Regions from separate parts of the Mus musculus genome. Here all the other regions are linked to region 3. The links are chromatin contacts, called in public promoter capture Hi-C and targeted proximity ligation maps. All regions are on one chromosome and are shown on one strand. The core of a region is the stretch at or near the end of the contact, and the rest is flanking DNA. Distances in the headings are between cores, read along the strand shown.

Region 1 (4,688 bases), core at 1,902-4,401, 540 kb after region 3:
AGATCCCACCAAACACCAAAGACCCATAGAGTTAACTGCTGCCCCTCCCCCATTGTTCAGGAAATTTAACTGTGAATAAAAAGTATTTTGGTAGTCATGAATGTGATGGAAGGCACACAAGCTTTGGGAAAGACAGTCACCGTCTCTCCACTTAGTAGTTTGTGTAATATAGGGCAAGCTGTTGAATTTCTTCATGTCTCAGTTTCCTGTCCTGTAAAAGTGCAAACAATTCCCATAGTACAAGATTTTCTTGAGGATTAATTGAGGCGGTGATGTGATGTGTCTGACACCTAGTAGGTAGTTACAATGTGGCATTGCTGTTTGCAGTGGAAGTAAGGGTAAGTCTCACATAGACATGCACGGACTCTCTGAGTCTTGGCGTTTGGTGTGCTGCTCTATTTTCTTACATGCACAGGGCACACACACACACCTTCCTCATAGGCAGGAGTCTTCGAAGCCAGCTCTGGGTGTGTGGTGGTGGGAAATCCAGGCAGAACTCTCCAGCGGTGACAGACAGAGATAAGAGGCAGGAACTTAGGCGAGAGGTCAGGGCTAGAGATATGGATTGCAGGGTTATCAGCCTGAAGGTGAAGGTTGATACTGTGACAGTGTTTCAGGCAAAACCAGGCAGAAAATAAAGAAATTAGTCCAAGGTCCAAACCGTGGAAGAGACACAGTTAAAGCCAGGGGAAAGAATATGTAGCAACAGAAAGGAGTGGGAGGGGCCGTGATTGGACAGGAATAGCATCTAATTATGAAAGCCAAGGAGAGAAGATACTGGAGGCAGAGATGAGGTATGGGAGAAAGCTGAAAAGGTAGATTGCAAAAGAAGGCAGACAATGGAGAACTGAGATGAGCCACTCCTGTCACCCCAGGAAGTCCATGGTGGCTTCAATACTTAGTAACCATCCATCCCTTCCACTGGACACTTGGAAAAAGTTTAAGCAGCCCTGCTCTATGTAAGTGCTGTAATAAGTAGCCAGTCCTAAAAATATAGATTTCGGGAAAGTGCATACATTTTAATGGGGTATTAGAATCATTCCAGTGCTATGATTTCAGGTCCCACAATGCCGTTGTCCCATCTGAAGCTGCTATTACCCAACTTTGATAAAAATGTCCTCCCCCCCACCCAGATCACAACAGCCTGAAAATGCCATTAACACTACATTCTTTGGGCTGGAGAAATGGCTCAGTGGTTAGGGGCACTATCCGGTCTTCCAGAGGATCCGAGTTCAATTCCCAGCACCCACATGGCAGCTCACAACTGTCTGTAGCTCCAGTTCCAGGCTATCTTATACAGCTCACATAGACATACGTACAAGCAAAACATTGATGCACATAAAAATAGATAGGTAGGTAGATAGATAGATAGATAGATAGATAGATAGATAGATAGACAGATAGATCTAAAAAAAAATCCATTTTTTTCTAACTTTGTATTTGTCTGGGAGTGGACTTCCTACCAAAACAGCCTATCACCAACGGTTCAATGCAGTGCCAACAAGAGGGGCCACCTGTTGTCTGTTAGGATGGATACTAAAGATACTAGCAAAAACATATAAAAAGCATTATTCTCACAAATTGTTATTTTGGAAAATATATCTATTTTATATTATATTATTATCTATTTTATTTATATCTGTGTTAACATGTAATAATCTTATTGTTACTATTTTAAAACACAGTACATAATACTTTTAAATGAAATGAATTATAATAAATATTTTTAAGTTCTAGATAATATTTTAAAAATAAAATACAGTTTCTGAGCCCACTCACTCCCCTGCCTCAGTCGTCACTACCAAAGATCCGGGTAGGATTTGGTAGCGCTAGAAAGTGTTTGTTTTATTTCAATTTCTTGGTATTACCACGATGGAGTTCTCAGACTGTACTTGGCTCAGACTATGCCGTCTCATGTAGCCCAAGCTGGCCTCAAACTCACTGTATAGCCAAGGATGATTTAAGCTCCTGATCTTCCTTCTGCCCCATCTGCTTGGATTACGGGCTACCATGGCCAGTTTACACGGTACTGGGAATCAAAATCCCAGCTTTGTGCATGCAATGAAAGTCCTTTACAAACCGAGTTTCCTCACCAGCCCTCAGAACTCACTTTGATAGGAGCTTTCTATTCCTGCAGTCCCTACCACATCCTGGATTATAAACGGAAAAGAGAAAGAGAAATGCATTGCTTTAGGGCCTGGGAGGGGGGAGTCCCACTGGTGTCTTATTTTCCCCTGGATACCACCTCTCAGAGCCAGTCGTTCAGCCTCACCAGAAATAAATGCTGTGAGTTTATCCCCCACAGTGTCAAGGTCTCCCCACCTGTCTTGAAGCCTCCATTCTGGCCAATACATTTACCTATGTTTAGAGTCCATGTTTCCTTTGATGAAGCTTTTCCCATTAGGGTCATTTATCAAAGGATTTATGACCCTCAAGGTAAAGTTCTCTGCAACAGGGCCTGAAGGATGATCCCCACACATTAAGAGCACTTCAGGTGCATTAATGTCCCCAGCCCCTGGATTTATTGCAACACAGTAAAGTCTCTCTTCAGAAAGCACACTCTTAGTCCCATTTATCCAGCAGCCGTTTCTAGAAAGAGATTAGGAGTCAAATGATTTGGGGGGGGCGGGCAGTCAAAGAATGCCATCTTTCTAATTAGTGTGTTAAACACAGGAACACCTAATACAAATATTTGGCTATGTGGTCAAGCAGTGACTCTCAGGTCACCAGCAGAACTTTACAGGGGACCCTGAGGGCCCTGCACAATCATCTTCTTGGTTATGACTTCTCAATTGCTCTTCATTGCCAGCACACTGCACTCGGACATAAAGAAAAATCTGCTGAACTAGGGCACTGCCCTGGCTAAAGTGTTTACTCTCTCCTTGAAATGAATAGTGGTCCTGGAAGCCTTTCTGTTTCGTTGGCGGGAGCAGCTTTGCATAAGGTTAGCCCTCCTAACATAGCCTAATGACTCACTGATTTAAAATGCATCCTGGGTAGGTGCCAGGCTTGTGTGGTCACCATGAGAGAGGAAGAAGGGGAAACCTATTTAAAAGTATCTTAGGATAGAAGGATGCCACACCCCCTACTTGGTTACAGTGTAGATTCTGCATATAGTTTTACTAAATGTAGCGGTGGAGAAGATGTTAGTCATGCTTTCTGCTCTGCTGGAGCCCTGGCTCACAAGTAAGACGCAGTGTTTCACTCCATGGGGCTCTGGTGTGCTGGGGTTGCTTCTGGGCGGAAATGAAAGGCAGTTGTGCAGTGATATGAGAAAAATCCTCGCGGCCTGGACTGGTCACAGAGGGCAGAAGCAGCAGAGATGGAAAATATAAATTCTAGGCTCAGTGCCAAGCCTAGTTAGTGGTGCACACCTGTAATTCCAGCGTTCAGGAGGTCAACCTGGGTGACAGAATGAGACCTTCTTTTAAAAAGTAAAACAAACAAACAAATGCTAATTGTTTAATTTAAAAAGCCTTATGAATAAGATTTGGGGGAAGTGCGTTTCACTTCCTATCACTCTTAAGTGGACTCGCACCTTTTCTGTAAGATTTTACTCAGGACTGTCTGTAAATGCTATATTAAGTAAACTCTGAAATGCCTCCGTTTTACAATGCTTTCTCTCATTATCACCCCACTAAACTGCTGTTCCACCTGCACAATAGCTGAATGAGAGGACTTTGTAAAACCTTCTAGAATAATCCTCAGACATCATAAGCTTCAATTCATCTTGGTATGCCCAGAGCCTAATCCCATGTATGGCCTATAGTACATATTCATTAAATTTATTTTTAATTTTATTTATCAGTGTGCCTCTGTGCATCTGTGTGTGTGTGTGTGTGTGTGTGTGTGTGTGTGTGTGTGTGTGTGTGTGTGTGTGTTCTGGCTTGCAGGTGCCATGGTGTTCATGCAGAAGTCAGAAGTCAGTTTAATTCCTCTACCACAGGATGTGGGATTTGAACTTGTGTCTTTAAGCTTGTACAGCATGCACTTTTACTCACTGAGCTATCTCAATGGCCCAGGTAATGAATGCATTCAATGATTTTTTTAAATGCATGGACAGAGAGAATAGACAATTATCAATTTAATATATGTTTTAAAGTATAGATCTTCCTTACAAGTATTGAGACGATTTTTACTGTCATTAATGGATACATTGGCCTAAATACGAGTAGGATCCCCCAAAGACTTTAAAAGTTTGATGGCCAGGTATCCTAGTTAGCTTTAACTGTCAACTTAATATAACCTAGCATCCCCTGAGAAGAAAGTCTCAACTGAAGGATTGCACAGAGCAGATTGGTCTGTTGAGTGAGGGGGTTGTCTTGATCGTCAGTTGATGCAGAAAGTCCCAGCCCACTGTAGGCAGTACCATTCCCTAGGTAGGTGGTCCTGGGCTGTATAAGGAAGCTGGCTGAGCCAATGCCTGAGCAGACCACCAAGCACCATTCTTACATGGTTTCTGATGTACCTACTTGGATGTGAGTTCTCAGATCATAGATTTTGCTGTGTGAAACAGTAAAACACTTCTTGTTCCTGCCCTGTCATCCTTCAGTAGTGGACTGTGACCTCAAACTAGAAGCCAAATTAACACTTTGCTACCCAAGTTGGTTTTGGTCAGAGTGTTTTATCACAGCAACACAAATGAAACAACAGAGCAATGTTACTGGGGCATGCTATGGACTTTTAAG
Region 2 (5,160 bases), core at 656-3,155, 780 kb before region 3:
AAAGCCTATCTGAGATAAGTAGAAGAGGATTTCCTAATTTCCTAGAGAGCTATAGTAATCTGAGCTAAAAGACTGGGATCTTATTCTAAGCACTAAACTGCCAGTTTCGTTCTGTTTCGCTTTGTTTAGAAACAAGATCGTGCTATGTAACCCTGGCTGGTCTGCTAGTAGATCTACTAATAGCTGTGTAGTCCAGGCTGCCCCTGAACTCATGGCAATCTTCCTGCCTCATCCTTCTATAGGAGTACCGGCATTAAAAGTGTGTACTCCCGACAAGGAATGAGCTTTAGTAAAAGCAACGGAAACAAATACTATGAAAAAAATATCATTTCTGAGCCCAGCATGGCGGCATATGCCTTTAATGTCAGCACTTGGGAAACAGAAACAAGCGGATCTCTGTGAGTTCGAGATCAGCCGACAAAAATCAAAAAAGAAAAAGAAAAAAAAAATCATTTCTGAATTTAAGAATCCCCAAACTAAGCCCGCAAAATAGCAAAGACATTTTCCACTAGACTTGACTTGAGTTGAATCCCCCCTATCCAGAGAATGGGAGAGGAAGAGCCCAAAGATTGTTTGATCTCCACGCAAGGATACATGTGCGCACACACATTAACACAAAATAAGTGTGCAGTTAAATTATTTTTTTTTTTAAAAAAAAACCTCGAATCCCCAAACTAATGGAACGGGCTTAGACTCCAAGCAAATAAACTTCACAGACTTCTACACCACACACTGCCGCCCGCCCAGTCCAAATCCTAGTAATACAATTACAAAAAAATAATAGGGCAGTGGTTATCTGATGTTCCAGATGAAGAAACTGAATGTGTAGTATTGGGAGGCTGGTCAGACCTGGAAGCACAACGCTTCCTGGGGACGGAGTAACACCAATCCTGGCTCCAGGCCCGGAGCTCACAAAGCCATCCGGTCCCCCTACCCTAGCGACAGATCAAAGCTGAGTCCCGACGTTCCTGTTCCGTACGCTGGAAGGCAGCCCGTTCCCGGCCCCGCCCAAGCCCCTCGCGCGGCCAGTGTGATACCTGGCGAAGAAATCCGCGAAGCCACCGCTCCGTCGAGCCCGAGCCGTGGTGCCCCCGGGACCCTGCTCTGCCGCTGGCAAGGGTGCGGACGGCCCCGCTGAGGGCAGGAGGTCGCCGGCGCTCTGACGGCGGCTCACCTCGAACGTGTTCCGAGAGCCGAAGCGGGCGTCGGGGAGGCCGAGGCTGGGCTCCGCGCTCTCGACGGCCCTCCCGGCAGGGGTGGCGGCTGCGGGGTCCGGGTCGTCCGTGTCCCCGGCCGCCAGGCAGCAGCTCCGCAGCGGGTCCTCGAGCGGCGCGGCCCAGTCGTCCAGGCCACCCGCACCGTCCACGCCCTCGTCCGCGGGCTCCAGCAGGCAGGGACGGCCGCAGGTTCGGCGGCGACGTGCCTCCTCTGGGCCGCGACGGTCCTGGCGCAGCAAAAAGCCCGAGTCTCCGTTGGTCATGCCTGAGCCGCGCGCCGCGGGGACTGCTGCCGCCGCCGCCTCCTCCGCCTCCGCCTCCGCCCCGCCGAGCCCGGGCTTCAGCGGGCCCGCGGCCGCCGCGAGGTACCGCTGCAGGAGCTGCCGCGGCGGCGGCGCCTCCTCCTCTCCAGCCTCCTCCGGCGGCTCCGCGGCGACAGCGCCTCCGCTAAAGCCGCTGGTGGCCGGGACGGTCTTCCCGTCCTGACCCATGGGCCCCGGGACTGGGAGCAGCTCGGCGTTCCTTCCCGAGCAGGCTCCGGCATCCTCGGGACCCATCATCTGAGGCGGCGGAGGAGGACTGCCCTGCGTGCAGGGTTCGCGGCCACGGCCGCCGCGACGTCCCCGGACCCACCCCTCCCACCCGGCGGCCGGGGCAGTTGCCGGAGGCCGGGCACGCGCTGGGATCGCGCACGCGCACCAGCGGGGCCGGGCCTGCCCGCGACCCGGCGCGTCCCCGAACCATAGAGACGGCAGCTAGAGCGACCCGGGAGGACAATCTGAGATCCTCCACCCGGGTGACAGTGCTTAGCCTAAGGGAGGGCAAGGCTCACTTCGCATAAACCATATCACTTGACGGCGATTTGTTTGTGAGAGGAAACTAAGGAAGTTAGTTTAAGTGCTCCTGTCTTGACAGTTTTTACCTTCTCTAACAGCAGTGAAGAACTCCTGGAACCGTTCAGGGCTTCGTTGTCCACATGACAGCCCCTTACCTATCTTTTCCACTTAGTCTTCCATGTTTACCAAAGTCTGATCTCCTAACACTTTTTAACACGTTGGTTGTTGGTTGTCGTGTCACCTGGGTACGGAAATGAAATGGAGCCAGGGCGAGAAGGACTGTTTGGCTCAGTGGTTAAGATTGCCGACTGCTCTTTCAAAGGTCCTGAGTTCAAATCCCAGCAACCACATGCTGGCTCACAACCATCTGTAACGAAATCTGATGCTCTCTTCTAGAGTGTCTGAAGACAGCTACAGTGTACTTACATATAATAAATAAATATTAAAAAAAATAACTGCAGCAACCTGTGGTAATGGATTAAGATATAATGACCGTTTAGTGGAAATAAAATGTATTTAATGTGTGAATCGCAAGACATAATAACTAGCCACAGGAGTGATAGGAGAGCAGCCAGGAATAACAAGGCTATGAGATTGCTGTGGTGTGAAGAAACAGGAAACTGGATTGGGGAAAGACATTGGAATTAACTAACATAGTGAGAGTTATAAACTTGGGTTAAAGTTCTGGTTTGGTCGAAGGGGCCATTTATGTAAGCCACAAAGGGGGTCGGGGGATATCAAGTGACTCTACCTCCATAGAAGAATGAGCATAGGGCAGAGACCCAATAGTGTTGGTATTTCAGAAGAGATGAAGTTGTTGTAAAAGGCCCAAATAGACATTGTTGTAGTAGGATAATGCAGTAACTAGAGACCATTCATTCTACAAATGCCTCTGAAAGCAAGTATAGAAATAGAATGGAATACTTAGCAAAACAAAGCAGTAAAAGCGTTTATTATCAAGATCTTTTGAAAGGTGGAAGATAGCTCAGTTGGTCACGTTGTCATGCAAGCATGAGGACCTTTCCTGTATCGCAGCACTCACATAAAAAGCCACTTTGTAGAATGCCCTTGTACAGCTAACATTGGAGAGGCAGTCCCTGGGATGCTCTGGTAACCGGCCTGGCTAAGGCAGCTGGCCTTAGATCTTATTAAGAGGTCATGTCTCAGACAATAAGATGGGCAGTCCCAAAGGAGTAACAGCTGAGTTGAACTCTCTCCTCCCTAAATATGAGTGTATACTTACCTCATACATAGGAACACACACACCTGAACATACATACACAAAACATCTTTCAAAAGGAAAAACCAAAGAATGTGTATAAACCAGAAAGAGAGAGAGAGAGAGAGAGAGAGAGAGAGTAGATAGATCCTGTATTAGTTACAGGGACAGTACCCAGAATACATACAGAAATAAGCCAGTGTGGTAGAAAGCATCTGTAATTACAGAACTCTCTAGGGTGAAGCAAAAGAGAATCTCAAGTTCAAGACCAGCCTGGGCTACATAGCAAATCTGAGGATAGCATGAGCTACACAGCAAACTTTTATCTCAAGAAAAAAATTGTAATTCAATATTTTAAAAGACAACTTGACTAGGTGGTGGTAGTGCACGACTTTAATGTCAGCACTCAGGTGATATAGGCAGGTTTCTGATTTCAAGGCCAGCCTCATTTACACAATGAGTTCCAGGACAGCCAGGGCTACACAGAGAGACCCTGTCTCAAAAAACTAAAAACATCAGTTAATCAATCAATCAATCAAAAGACAAGGAGGCCAAGATAGGAGGCTTGGTTTTAACACATAGTGACTTCCAGTGAGTCATTCTGCTCAAAAACAGGGAAGGGAGAGTGTAAAAATTTCAATATATGTGTTTTTCTCGAGATGATATGTTAAATGGAATATCAATAAGCATATAAGTTATTTGGGAGTAACAAATCAAAACTATGAGATAGCACTTTTCACTCACTAATAAAAAAAAGAGAAAGGAAGGGAGGGAGATAGGAAGGGGGTGACAAATGTGTCAATTCCAGCACTCTGGAGGCTTCTGCAAAAGAATCAGAATTCCAGGCTGCTCTGGGCTACACAGCAAAACTCTGACTCAAAATAACTAAACTTAAAAAAACAAACAAACAAAAAAAAAAAAACAAAAAAACTTTCTGCCTTATCTGGTAAGTAACATTTTATAGAGTTTAACAAAGAAATGTCTCCTTATAAGATACATTATATCCTTTGTGCCTTTGTGTGGTCCCTCTTAACTGGATTATTTTGCTGTGCCTGCAGTCAAGAAGAGTATAAAGGCCTCAAAATCTTTACACCCTTCTTTAAAATGCATTGTTCTTGGTAGTGTTGTTAATTACTATTGTTTTGATGGTCTGTAATGAAGCTTGGACAGGTGGTGCTTTCTTTTACCTACTGGACCATTTTATGGACCCTTCATACATTTTCTTGATAGTTCTGGAGCTATACTGGATTTCAAAAGAGCATCTTAACTATGAGCATCTACAGGCCCTTAGAGCAATGTTTCTTAAACATTTAGGATTAAACACACACACACACACATACAGAGGGGGGGGAGGGGAGAGAGAGGCGGTGGCAGGGCAGGTCAACTAACTATGTAACTATCTTCGATGATGAATAAAACGAACGTGTCAGCATGTCTCTTTGGAAACTGATTGATAGCATGAACAATAAATTTAATATCAAAATTTAAAAGTAAGCTCTGTAATGTAGTAGAAATATATGATCTTGCAAAGCTATGCAATTGGACTTGCTACTAAAATCATCTTCAACTTCTGCAAATGATTTAAATTCCATACATTCCTGGTAAAACCCAATCTGGTATAAAGGGTGACTGGGATCAAGGCTGTGAATTATAACAAAACAATAACGATTTCAAAGATGTATATAGCAAATTGACTTAGCAGGGTGAGATATGAGTGGGAAATAAATAGTATAAAGATCATAGAGCAGCTGCCATTTGGTAAGCCACAATGGGACAAACCACAAACCAAGAGATAAAGGAAATGCTTTAAAAATACACAATGATCCTTTGATGGAGCAGTGCATGCCACATATTAGGAAGTATTGTAATCCTACCCCTGGGGGAATCT
Region 3 (4,788 bases), core at 1,822-4,321:
TCGGCTTTCTAGACCTAAAGAGATCAGGTCAAGCGCGGGCAACGGGAAGAAGAAGACTGTAGCATCAGAAAGCCACACACACCGCTTTCTAGAGTGTATTCACCTTAAAGGATTCAAGGACCATTTACCTCCAAGAGTCTGCTTCTGCCTTTTTCGGCCATTTTTCCTTTCCCAGAGGTGATTTCATCCAGGGATGTTTTAAAGGCTGCAATTTCTCCCTTAAATTTCTCTAATGCAGTGTCTGACTTGGAGCTACTAGGCCTTGATCCCCATTTGCTTTTAATTAAATCTTTGGGACTTCTTGAAGACATCGTTGCAATGATCTGTGAAAATACAAAAAATGATTTTTAAAAATTCAACTGCTTTTGAAGTCTGAGTTTAAATTTTCATATCTCAGGCTTGGCAGAGGCCTTATAATGTACTCTGCTCTAAATAGAAGTGATTTATCCAAATCAGTGGGGTCCGGAAAGAAAATTGAGTAAGCTTTTTAGGGTGTTATTATGAATCTAAAACTCTTAGGTGGTAGATACAAGGGAAATATCTACCTTCTAGAAATATAATTTGCATACTTGTTTTTGCTGATATTTGCGAACAGATCTCTCAAGGCAGCCCAGGAGAGTCTGGAACTCACTACGTAACTTGGGTGGCACCGAACTCACAGGCCTCCTGCTTCAGCCTCCCAGGTTATAGGTTTACAGGCACCTGTAAATTAACAGAAAGTTTTGGTTTACAATCAGTGGAAGGGTCCCCAGGCCTTCCACTTTCAAGGTGATATCATACTCAAGAATAAAAACTCTAATTCTGAGTTTATAGTCATGAACTCAACGTGTGCTCTCTGCTTTAGAAGGTATGTGTAGTTGAACTCTGATGTAAGTCGCCCGAGGCCTACATGAACCGGGTATTTCTGGAAGGCAGGGTGGGGCTGAAAGAGACTTAGACTTTGAGAAAAGAATGATGAAGCCAAGACAAGTAGGCGACATGCAGGATAGGATGTGTCTCCGGGATGTCTCAAGGTTCTCTCAGCAGGTAGCAGAGTCTCAGAGAAGAGCATCTGTAGTTGACATAATATAGCCATCTAAGTCGAAGGCTACACCCCAGGTGACCTCATATTCAGTGGCAGCAAAGTCTGAATCAGCCTGCTTCAAGGCTGGGGGAGGCTACAGAACTCTATCTTATTCGTTTTAGAGCGTATGGCAGGAAGAAGTGAGAAAATCCAACACAAGACATTTATAGAAAAAGAGGTGTAATTCTCAGAGATTGGGGGGGGGTGAAAGAAATGAATGGGCAAATGAAGTTAGGCCAAGTTTCACATCTGCTAATAGTACTAGATGAGAGTTTAGAAGCAAATGTAGAATACAAACTCTAGGCAGGCAGATGTGTAGTAAAATACACTGTATATATAAATAATGTAAAAAATAGCTCTCCATTAAGAGATTTAATAAAACCATTTTTCTCATATGTCCTGAGATAAAAATGAAGGCAAGGTGATCATGGAATTGAAAGGAAGATAAGACCTTCCTTCATTCAACTGTTACTACAAAGCTATGGTGATACAGGCTAATAATCCTAGCACTCAGGAAGTAGAGGCAGGATGGGCAGGAGTTCACGGCCAGCCTCATTTGCATAGACTGAAGGCAGCCTAGCTGCACAAAACTGTTTAAACAAATCACAGACTATTACTACAAAGCCTTTTTACCAGGTAACCTAATCGGGACTGGATATAAGCTGGCTAAAGCAACAGAAAGAAGAAGAAACAACATAGAGTCTCGGATGCTAGGAAGCTTTCAGAACAGTGTAGCAGGCAACAGCAATACAACAAAAGAAAAGGAGATTCACATATTCTTAAACTGTAATTAATACTAATAGTCATAAAAGCTACCACTACAAGAAAATCTACTTAGGGCGGTGAGTGTGAGGTTGTCCTGTATAAAATCAGCCTAAAAATAATAGAACTGCATAAACAAACTTGAACGAAATCTGTATTAATGCATTCAACCTGGTTTTGCCCACTATCTTGACAAATACCAAGTAAAATTGCTAGTACAATCTGCCGAGGCAAATGCACAGTTAACGTGTTTTAGGAACCTGCTACCACAAACGTTTCTCCCTGGGCTTCTGCTGACGTCAGAAGGAGGACTTAACAGTTTGAAAATACCCTCAGGACATTTGCATCCTAACTTTTGGAGAGGATTCCTAAAAACTTAGTGTTCTTGACTCTTGTCTAGGCTGACCCAGCACACACTCCTCCTCATCTCAATCCTGCTCTCACCTAGTCTTTCCTTTCCCAGTATTTTCTATTCCAATCGATCATAAAGTTCTTTTTTTTTTTTTTTTAAAGTTCTTCTACTCGGGAACGTCCCTACCCAGTCCTAGTGGAATCTCCTTCAGGATGTGCTCTCTTAAATTTAATATGGGACACAGAACTCACCATACATACACAAGCTAGCAGTCAGTACTATCTGCTCACAACATTTTCTTTTTCAATCAACAACTGTTCAAAAGAACTGTGTTTTGATTTTTTTTTGGGGGGGGGGGCATACAAGAGCTTAAAGGCAGCTGCTTGGAAATCTCTGACTCGACTGAAGGGACCTAAGTCATTCTGGTCAGGAGTCTAAAGAAGCATTTCCGTTCAGTAAATCTCCCAAATCTACGAGGGGTCAGGAAAGAGGCAGGAAAATAAAAAACTGCAAAGAGAAGCGCTTGCTAAGCAAAGGCTGACCGCACTGGAGACCTGAGAGACCTGGCTCAGGTCACTGGCCTCGCGGTAACCTCTCTGTTAAGAAAGTGATAATACCGCCAAGTTCAAAGGAGCCGAAAGGATGGCCTGCGGGCCGGCGGTCGACAGGAACGCAGCGCGGGGTCTCTCAGGGAGCCAGCATGTGTTCCAGCGATTCCAGCCAGGGGAGACGGAGTCCTGCGGCGTGATCTGCTCACCAGCGCTCCTCCCGGGAGGTCTAGTCCTGCCCAGGGGCTAACGAGCCCCGGCTGTCCTCCCCTCCCTCCCCGGCCGAGGCCGGGACCACTCACTACCTGAGACAAACACAGCGCTCGCGTCGCCGCCGCAGACCACTTATCAACCAGGACACCGCTTCCGGGAGTTTGAATCCCGCGGCTGTAGGGCGGGTCACGTCACTGCCGGCTTGGCGAAGGGCGGGGTCTGCAATCAGAGGACGGGCGGGAGAGGGCGGGGTCTGCAATCTGAGGAAAGGCGGGAGAGGGCGGGGCCTGCAATCTGAGTGAAGGCTGGAATCTGAGGATGGAGGAGAGAGGGAGGGCCCAGGAGCCTGAGGGCGGGGCAAAGGCGGAGTCTAGAGCCAGAGGAGGGGCGGGGCAAGGTCTGGAACCCGACGGCAGGCGGGGCGAAGACCGGCTCTGGAATCAGAGGGAGGGGATCGAAACTAGCCGGGCAGACGGGTAGGGGCAGAGTGGGGAAGGTAAGGGCGAGCAAGACATAGAGCCTGACGGGAGCTACAATCCGTGCCGGCCGGGTCAGAGAAGGACCTTGTGAAGATAGAGGGTGTCTGTGGAAACGTGGTGTGAAATGAGGCGGGTGTGATGGTGTGGGTGTGGGTGTGGGTGTGCGGGAGTGTGGGCGTGGTGGAGGCGGAGCCAAGGACAGAGTCGGAGGACCAGTTCAATCTGGGCCTGCTTGCTTTTCTCTGTGTGTTCGGACCCTGCTGTTATCCATAGGACAAGCTCTGTGACCCTCGCCTGGGACTGACTGGTCTATGTTCTTTGGGAACCAATTTCTCTTTGTGAGGTAGAGCACAACCTCCTAGTCTTCCGGGCGGGCCACTCATTTACCCTGTCAAACTCAGGGGCGGAGCAATGGGGAACGAAGCTGTAGGGAGCTGATAAACTCCCAGTTTGAAAACCGAGATTGTGAGCCCCAGCAGCGATTCCAGATTGCTGCCCTACAGGCAGATGTGTCTTTATTGGTCTTTATCGGTCACATCAGGGTCTTGATTAGCGTCTTGAGAACTTGAAGCAAACAATTGCTTATGGCGTGTCGTTCTTAGACTTAGCCTAGGCATACCAGAAGTTTACAGCGAAAAAAATCAGTAGCAAAGCATCCTATGAAGGTAATGTATGTAGTACAAGGGTTAAAATCCTGAATGCCTCTTAATAGATGTGTGGCCTTGAGAACATTTCACTTCCTTGAGCCTCAGTTTCCTGATCTATACCAGGATGCAGATAACCATCTGGTAGTGTGGCTGCGAGGGCTAGAGTTTAACAAATGTAGTTAGGCACTGTTAAGTAAAAGACAACAAATCCATTTGTTACTGAATCTAGTGGATGAGAAACCATGTAAGGAATTTCAGTTTGTTTTATTTGTTTAAAGCAGGAAGATGGCAATCCAAGATACTGGAATTCTCTATTTACACAGTCCTCCCGCCTGAAGTATGAACGGAGAAACAGATGGAGAAAGGAATAGTCTTATTAACCACAAGGTGGCACACTAGAAGGCGGCAAGCAGGCTTTTGCGTTTCAATGTCCATCTTTCCCTTTTGCCCTGTTTTTCAGGGCATGTGGGTGTTTTTTGGGGTATGTGGGCCCCAAACAGGTGGAGCCTGGGTGACCCCGTGTTCCAAAGAGCAGCCTGTTCTGGTGTCCTGGTTCTGCACATCTTACCTTCTTTATGTAGAGCCGTGAGGTGTTCAGTTCAACACTTTTGTGTTGATTAAAATTAAAATGTCTGGTTATTGCTGAGGTCAGCTTTTCTGGCAAGCATCAACTCCAGGAAATTGACCTCTCATAACCTGAGACAAGGGAGGAAGGGGAGGGACT
Region 4 (5,092 bases), core at 696-3,195, 850 kb after region 3:
AGAAAACGGTAGGTAGAGGATGGAGGTGAGCTAGGGTGATGGGAGAGGAAACGACTAAGTTATGTACATTCTAAAAAGGATAGCCAGAATTCCCAAGTTTCTGTAAATGTTTCATGAGCACTCACTGGCTTTTATGAAAACCTCTGAAGAATACATGAAAAGCCAAGACAACATCTAGACAGAAGAATTTTTCTAAGTGTCGTCACGGAAAAGTGAAAGTGGGATGTCATCAGAGCAAATGATTAACTACGCAATACAAGGATTGCGTCTCATATAACTGGAATCGATGTGGCAGGCAGTAATCTCTCTGGGCATACTTAGTATGACACATCTAGTCAAGTATGATAAATTATAATGAAAGGAAAACTTGAGAAGTGACCAGACTTCTAGACAACTGGAGAAACGGACAAGTTCATTAGTTGTAGCAGAATAGCTGCTAAGTACCAGAGATTTAGGCTAAATCCTGTCATAAAATATGAGGGTGTAACTTCTTGCCTTCCCTGATGGATCTTTGATGCCCACCTCCCAGCCCCAGTAGTTAATGGCTATAACCTCAATCAAGAGAGGGCCTTCATTTAATAAGTTTCAAAGCTGAATCTTAAGTGCATTGAGAGCATCACCTGCTGAAGTGGGTGGCCAGTTAGTCTATTTAGAGTTGCAAGCAACCTCAAACATTATGAATTAGATCGACCAATTGGTCAGAACAGCAAGCAGCTGCCTTGGTGAAAAGGTGGATTTAATTTAGTTTCCAAAAACTCACTGGCTGGAATTTAAACGGCAGAGGGCAGTGCTGTAGACTTTCTCAAAGAGTTTTAGTGGCTGGAGACCCCAGGAATGGGCAACTGGTCCCAGTACAAGCCCAAACGTGTCTGGGAACTTAGCGATCGTCAAGTGTGCTACGTGTTCAATGTTGCATGCTTGTGGCTGTTTTCCATAACCTCTACTCTAGTGTGACCGACCGTTAAGGCTCCCTTGTGGATATTCTGACCTTACGGTTTGGGGGTAGGGATGGGATTGGGGGAGGGTGGTGGGGGAGTTGGAAAGAGAAACGAAACCCAGGCTTTAAAAGAAGGAATGCCTATCCTTGCATTGTGAAAGTGCAAGGGACCAGTCTCCAGAATGACAATCGGGTACTTCCCAGTGGCGTCGCTGTCAACCCCTTTACTACATTGTCCGGGGAGGAGGGGGAGAAATAGAAACTAATACTATGGGTTAACAATAGCGCCTCTTCACCTCAAAAAACAAAACAAAACAACAACCAAAAAAAAAAAACCCAAACAGGCTGGCGGCCAAAGTAGACCTCCCTCCTTTAACTAAGTTTCAAAGTCTACGACCCTGACCTCTCGCCCGCTCTTCTCCCCAGTGCCACCTCCAAACTCAGAGCCCTTTTCCCGGCCTCCGGGCCGTGGAACTCTCGGCGGACGCCAGGATCCCCGCTCTCGGGGCCTCGAGGCCAGCATGGGCAGGCCCAGGACGAAGGCCGGCAGTTCCCGGCCCCACGTTGCTCCTACCTGTCCAGCATCTGTTGAAGGGCTTGGTCCGGCATCTTCCGCGGAGCCGGCGAGCTCGGCCCTCGCCCGCAGCCCCGCTCAGGGCCAGGCCCCGGGACAATAGCACTGAGAGGCGGCGGAGTAGGCCTCAGTCCCGCGGCGGCCGCGGACCCGCCACACAGCCTCCCGGCGTGGCTCCCAGAGGCCCGCGGTGGCGCTGCGCGGCCGGCGGGCGACCGCAGAGGGCGGCGGGGAGTGAGGAGGAGGAGCCTGGGGCCGGGAGGCGGCGGTCGCGGCCCGGGTTCCTGCCGGTCCGCCCAGGGTTCCGGTCCATGGACCGCCGGGGCGCCGAGCTGCTGCCGGCGGAGGAGCTACCTCTGTGAGGTAAGAGTCGCCGCCTCCGTGCGCGCCGGGGTCACGACGCAGGGGCGGCTCGGAGCAGCCTGGGAGATGTAGTCCTCGGACCGTCCCCGCTAGAGGCTGCACAGCCCGCCGGGACCCCCGCCGCCGTGCCCGCCGCCGCCGGGCCGGCGCCCTCCCGTTTCCTTCCTCCAGGGGGAAAAAAAAATGTCCTTCGGGCCGCTGTCCGGGAAGCGGCAGCATGTGGCGCTCCGCTGTCAGTAGCAACAAGGTCAGCGCCCCTTCTCCGCGTCTTGTCCCCTCAGCTCTCGCGCTCAGGTGGGACAGAGCCAGGTGAGGGGTGGCGGCGTGGAGGGCCAGTTTCTGGGCCGGGTCAAGTACGCCGGGCCGCGGCGGCGCGAGGCCGGGCGCTCGGGTCAGCCTCGGCCGCGTCAGAGCCCATCTTCGGGGAGGGACAAGTGGCTTAGTGCGGGGCTGCTCTGGAGGGGCGTGTGGGTAACCCGACTGTTCGCACCGGCGCCTCTGTGTGTGTGTTGGGGACATAGGAGAGCATGGGGGGTGGGACGCGAGCAACCACTTTGCCTGTCCAGGAACCTTCTCGGTTCTGGTGCTGTCGCCCAGCCTTCGAGGGCTTGCGGGCAGCCTCCAAAGGGGACACGCTGCTGAATAAACAGCCCTTGCTTGCTCAGCTGTGGGTTGTCAGGAGTGTTTGTTTCTTTCCGCAGCTGGTCACCGTTAACCATTCCTAAGGCTCCTTGACACTTCTAAGCAGGTGGATCCCGGCCGAGGGATCAAAAAGGGAAGAAGTGACAAATCACGCCTCTGTCTTCTCTGACGCCGGAAGGGATAGCTTTGGAGGGGGGAAACGAGCTGTTGTTGACTTAAACCGATGCGTAATTTGGACGACCTGTGGCATTGTTTAGCGCTGTGATTGGTGGGATGTTTTGCTAGTTTTCCGTTGGTTGTGCCTACGGTTTTTTGGTTTTTTGTTTTTTTTTTTTAAACTTCTACAAAACGTTTGCTATTTCTTTAAATGAAAATGTTTCTTTAAATTTGAGCCTGGAGTGGTTTCTCAGGCCTATAATTCCAGACTTGGAAGACTGAGACAGAAGGATTACCTGGTCTGTATAATGAATTCCAGAGTAGCCTAGGCTAAATAAATAAATAAATAAATAATCAATCAATCAATTAATCAAGGATATGGTAGGCGTCCAATCCCGTAACCCCAGCACAGGAGAGGAGGAGGCAGAAGGATTAGGAGTTCAAGGTCAACCTCTAACTCTAATTAGTTTGACTCTGTCTCAAAAGGACAAACAAAAAGCTGCATAGGCATGGCCAGCAGATCTGGGAGGGTCTTCACAAATTCAAAATCAGTTCGGGTTACAGAGAGAGACCCTATCCCACAACAGTAACCATCAAAGCTACTTTTGTTTGTTTGAGTTTTTCCTTGGCAAGGACTATGTATCTGCAACACAGGGATGACTGGACTTGGAGATCCTCCTATCTAGAGCTCCCCATATCTGGAATTATATAGGCATGGCCCACCACACCCAGAACCGAAAGGCTTTCAAAATTATTGCTTAAGGTAGTTTGTTTTTTTTTTTTTTTTTTTTTTTTTTTTTACAATCAGCTCTTACCTGTGTAAATCTATTTTTGTACTAGTGCGTCCATGGTCAGGATATATAAATAAAATACATAAATTTATTCGACCTCCAATTTCTGAAATATGCATTTTTATGTTTGTTTATTTATTTTGAGACACGTTCTCACCGTGCAGCCCTGGAATTCACTAGGTACACTAGGCTGAGCTTGAACTCAGAACTTTGCCTCCCTCTGTCTCCTGTGCTTAAAGGCTTGTACCAACAAACAAGGCTACTTTTATTATTTTTTGTGGGGGTACACGTATGTGGGCAGAAGTCTAAGGTCAGCTTTGGGTAGATTCATTTATTGTTCTCCAGACTGGGTTTCTCAAAGAACCCAGAGCTTGTTGGTTACCTAAACCAGCTGGCCAGAGATCTGCCTACCCTTGTCCTCCCTGGGGCTAGGATTGTAGATGCCACAGGTACACCTGGCCTTTGTGTGAGTACTAGGGGCTGGAATTTGGGTCTTTATGCTTAGGTTACAAGTACTTTGTATCTAGAGCCTTGTACTGGCTAGTTTTGTGTCAATTTGACACAGCTGGAGTTATCACAGACAAAGGAGCTTCAGTTGAGGAAATGCCTCCATGAGATATAACTGTCAGGCATTTTCTCAATTAGTGATTAAAGGGGAAAGGCCCCTTGTGGGTAGGACCATCTCTGTGCTGGTAGTCTTGGTTCTATAAGAGAGCAGGCTGAGCAAGCCAGTAAAAAATATCCCTCCATGGCCTCTGCATCAGCTCTTTCTTTCTAACCTGCTTGAGTTCCAGTCCTGACTTCCTTTGGTGATGAACAGCAGTATGGAAGTGTAAGCCAAATAAACCCTTTCCTCCCCAACTTGCTTCTTGGTCATGATGTTTGTGCAGGAATAGAAACCCTGACTAAGACAAGCCTCTAGAAGCATGGTTTCATGAAATATTTTAGGATACTATAATTAATATTCCTTCTCATGAAAAGAGAAATAGGCTGCCAACCTTTGGAAGGAAAATGAGTAGATTAAGCAGAGTGTGTAATATTTAACTTTTTTTTTTTTTGCTTCGTGTGCTATGTAAGCCTGCTTCTAGTGTGCGTATCTCTTTTAAGCAGTTAACCATGTGGGATATATGCTGACACAATGTCCATTTAGCTTTGGAGTTTATATTAAGGGGAATTCCCATTTCTTCTTAGATTTAAAAAAAAAATGATGTTGTTGTTGTTTTGTATGTTTGCCTGAGGATCTTACATAGCACAGTCGGCCTGGAACGTAAGTAAAGTGTGATCTAGATCATGATTTTCCTGCATCTGCCAAGTGATAGGATTACAGGTCACCAGCTACTATGACCAGCTCTTCTCTTGTTGGTTTTCTTCTTCTTTTTTTTTTTTTTTAATTAAGAAAATAGATTTATTCTTATGTGTATGAATGTTTTGCTTGCATGTATGTTTTTGTATTACAAGCATGCAGTGTCTACAGAGTCCAGAAAGGGGCATTAAATCTCTTGAGACTGTGGTCACAGATAGTTGCAAGTCATCACATGGGTAATGGGAATTGAGCCTGGGTCATCAAGATAATAGTTAGCTCTCTTAACAGCTGAGCCATCTCTCTAGCTTCTGTTGGTTTGTCATCAC

What was found. Capture Hi-C pulls out chosen DNA fragments and counts their contacts.
Region 1: a contact with region 3 is called in a targeted proximity ligation map of pancreatic cancer cells. A contact is called at or near these places in 6 of 39 promoter capture datasets (the 3T3-L1 cell line, cranial neural crest, hippocampal neurons and 2 more) and 5 of 130 datasets of targeted methods (the NIH/3T3 cell line, bone marrow-derived macrophages, forebrain and 2 more).
Region 2: a promoter capture Hi-C map of adipose tissue shows a contact between it and region 3, with 7 times the contacts expected there. A contact is called at or near these places in 4 of 39 promoter capture datasets (the 3T3-L1 cell line, embryonic stem cells, hippocampal neurons and 1 more), 4 of 484 Hi-C or Micro-C datasets (CD8 T cells, muscle stem cells, natural killer cells and 1 more), 3 of 130 datasets of targeted methods (astrocytes, bone marrow-derived macrophages and pancreatic cancer cells) and 1 of 9 other capture datasets (adipose tissue).
Region 4: a promoter capture Hi-C map of adipose tissue shows a contact between it and region 3, with 2.2 times the contacts expected there. A contact is called at or near these places in 2 of 39 promoter capture datasets (the HPC-7 cell line and pre-B cells) and 1 of 9 other capture datasets (adipose tissue).

The regions. Positions count from the first base shown.
Region 1 is chr19:37,513,459-37,518,146 of GRCm38.p6, reverse strand. No RefSeq gene overlaps it. Among named protein-coding and RNA genes, the nearest start is that of Gm32294, 22 kb to the right of the region's middle.
Region 2 is chr19:38,833,324-38,838,483 of GRCm38.p6, reverse strand. Tbc1d12 (TBC1D12: TBC1 domain family, member 12) reads right to left here and starts at 1,905. Exons shown (of 13, transcript NM_145952.4): 1 at 1,038-1,905. The coding sequence starts at 1,777.
Region 3 is chr19:38,053,324-38,058,111 of GRCm38.p6, reverse strand. Cep55 (centrosomal protein 55) reads right to left here and starts at 3,071. Exons shown (of 10, transcript NM_001164362.2): 1 at 2,795-3,071; 2 at 546-702; 3 at 129-323. The coding sequence starts at 311.
Region 4 is chr19:37,204,324-37,209,415 of GRCm38.p6, reverse strand. It overlaps Cpeb3 (cytoplasmic polyadenylation element binding protein 3), which reads left to right and starts at 1,945. Exons shown (of 11, transcript NM_001290827.1): 1 at 1,945-2,121. Marchf5 (membrane associated ring-CH-type finger 5) reads right to left here and starts at 1,871. Exons shown (of 6, transcript NM_027314.3): 1 at 1,512-1,871. The coding sequence starts at 1,546.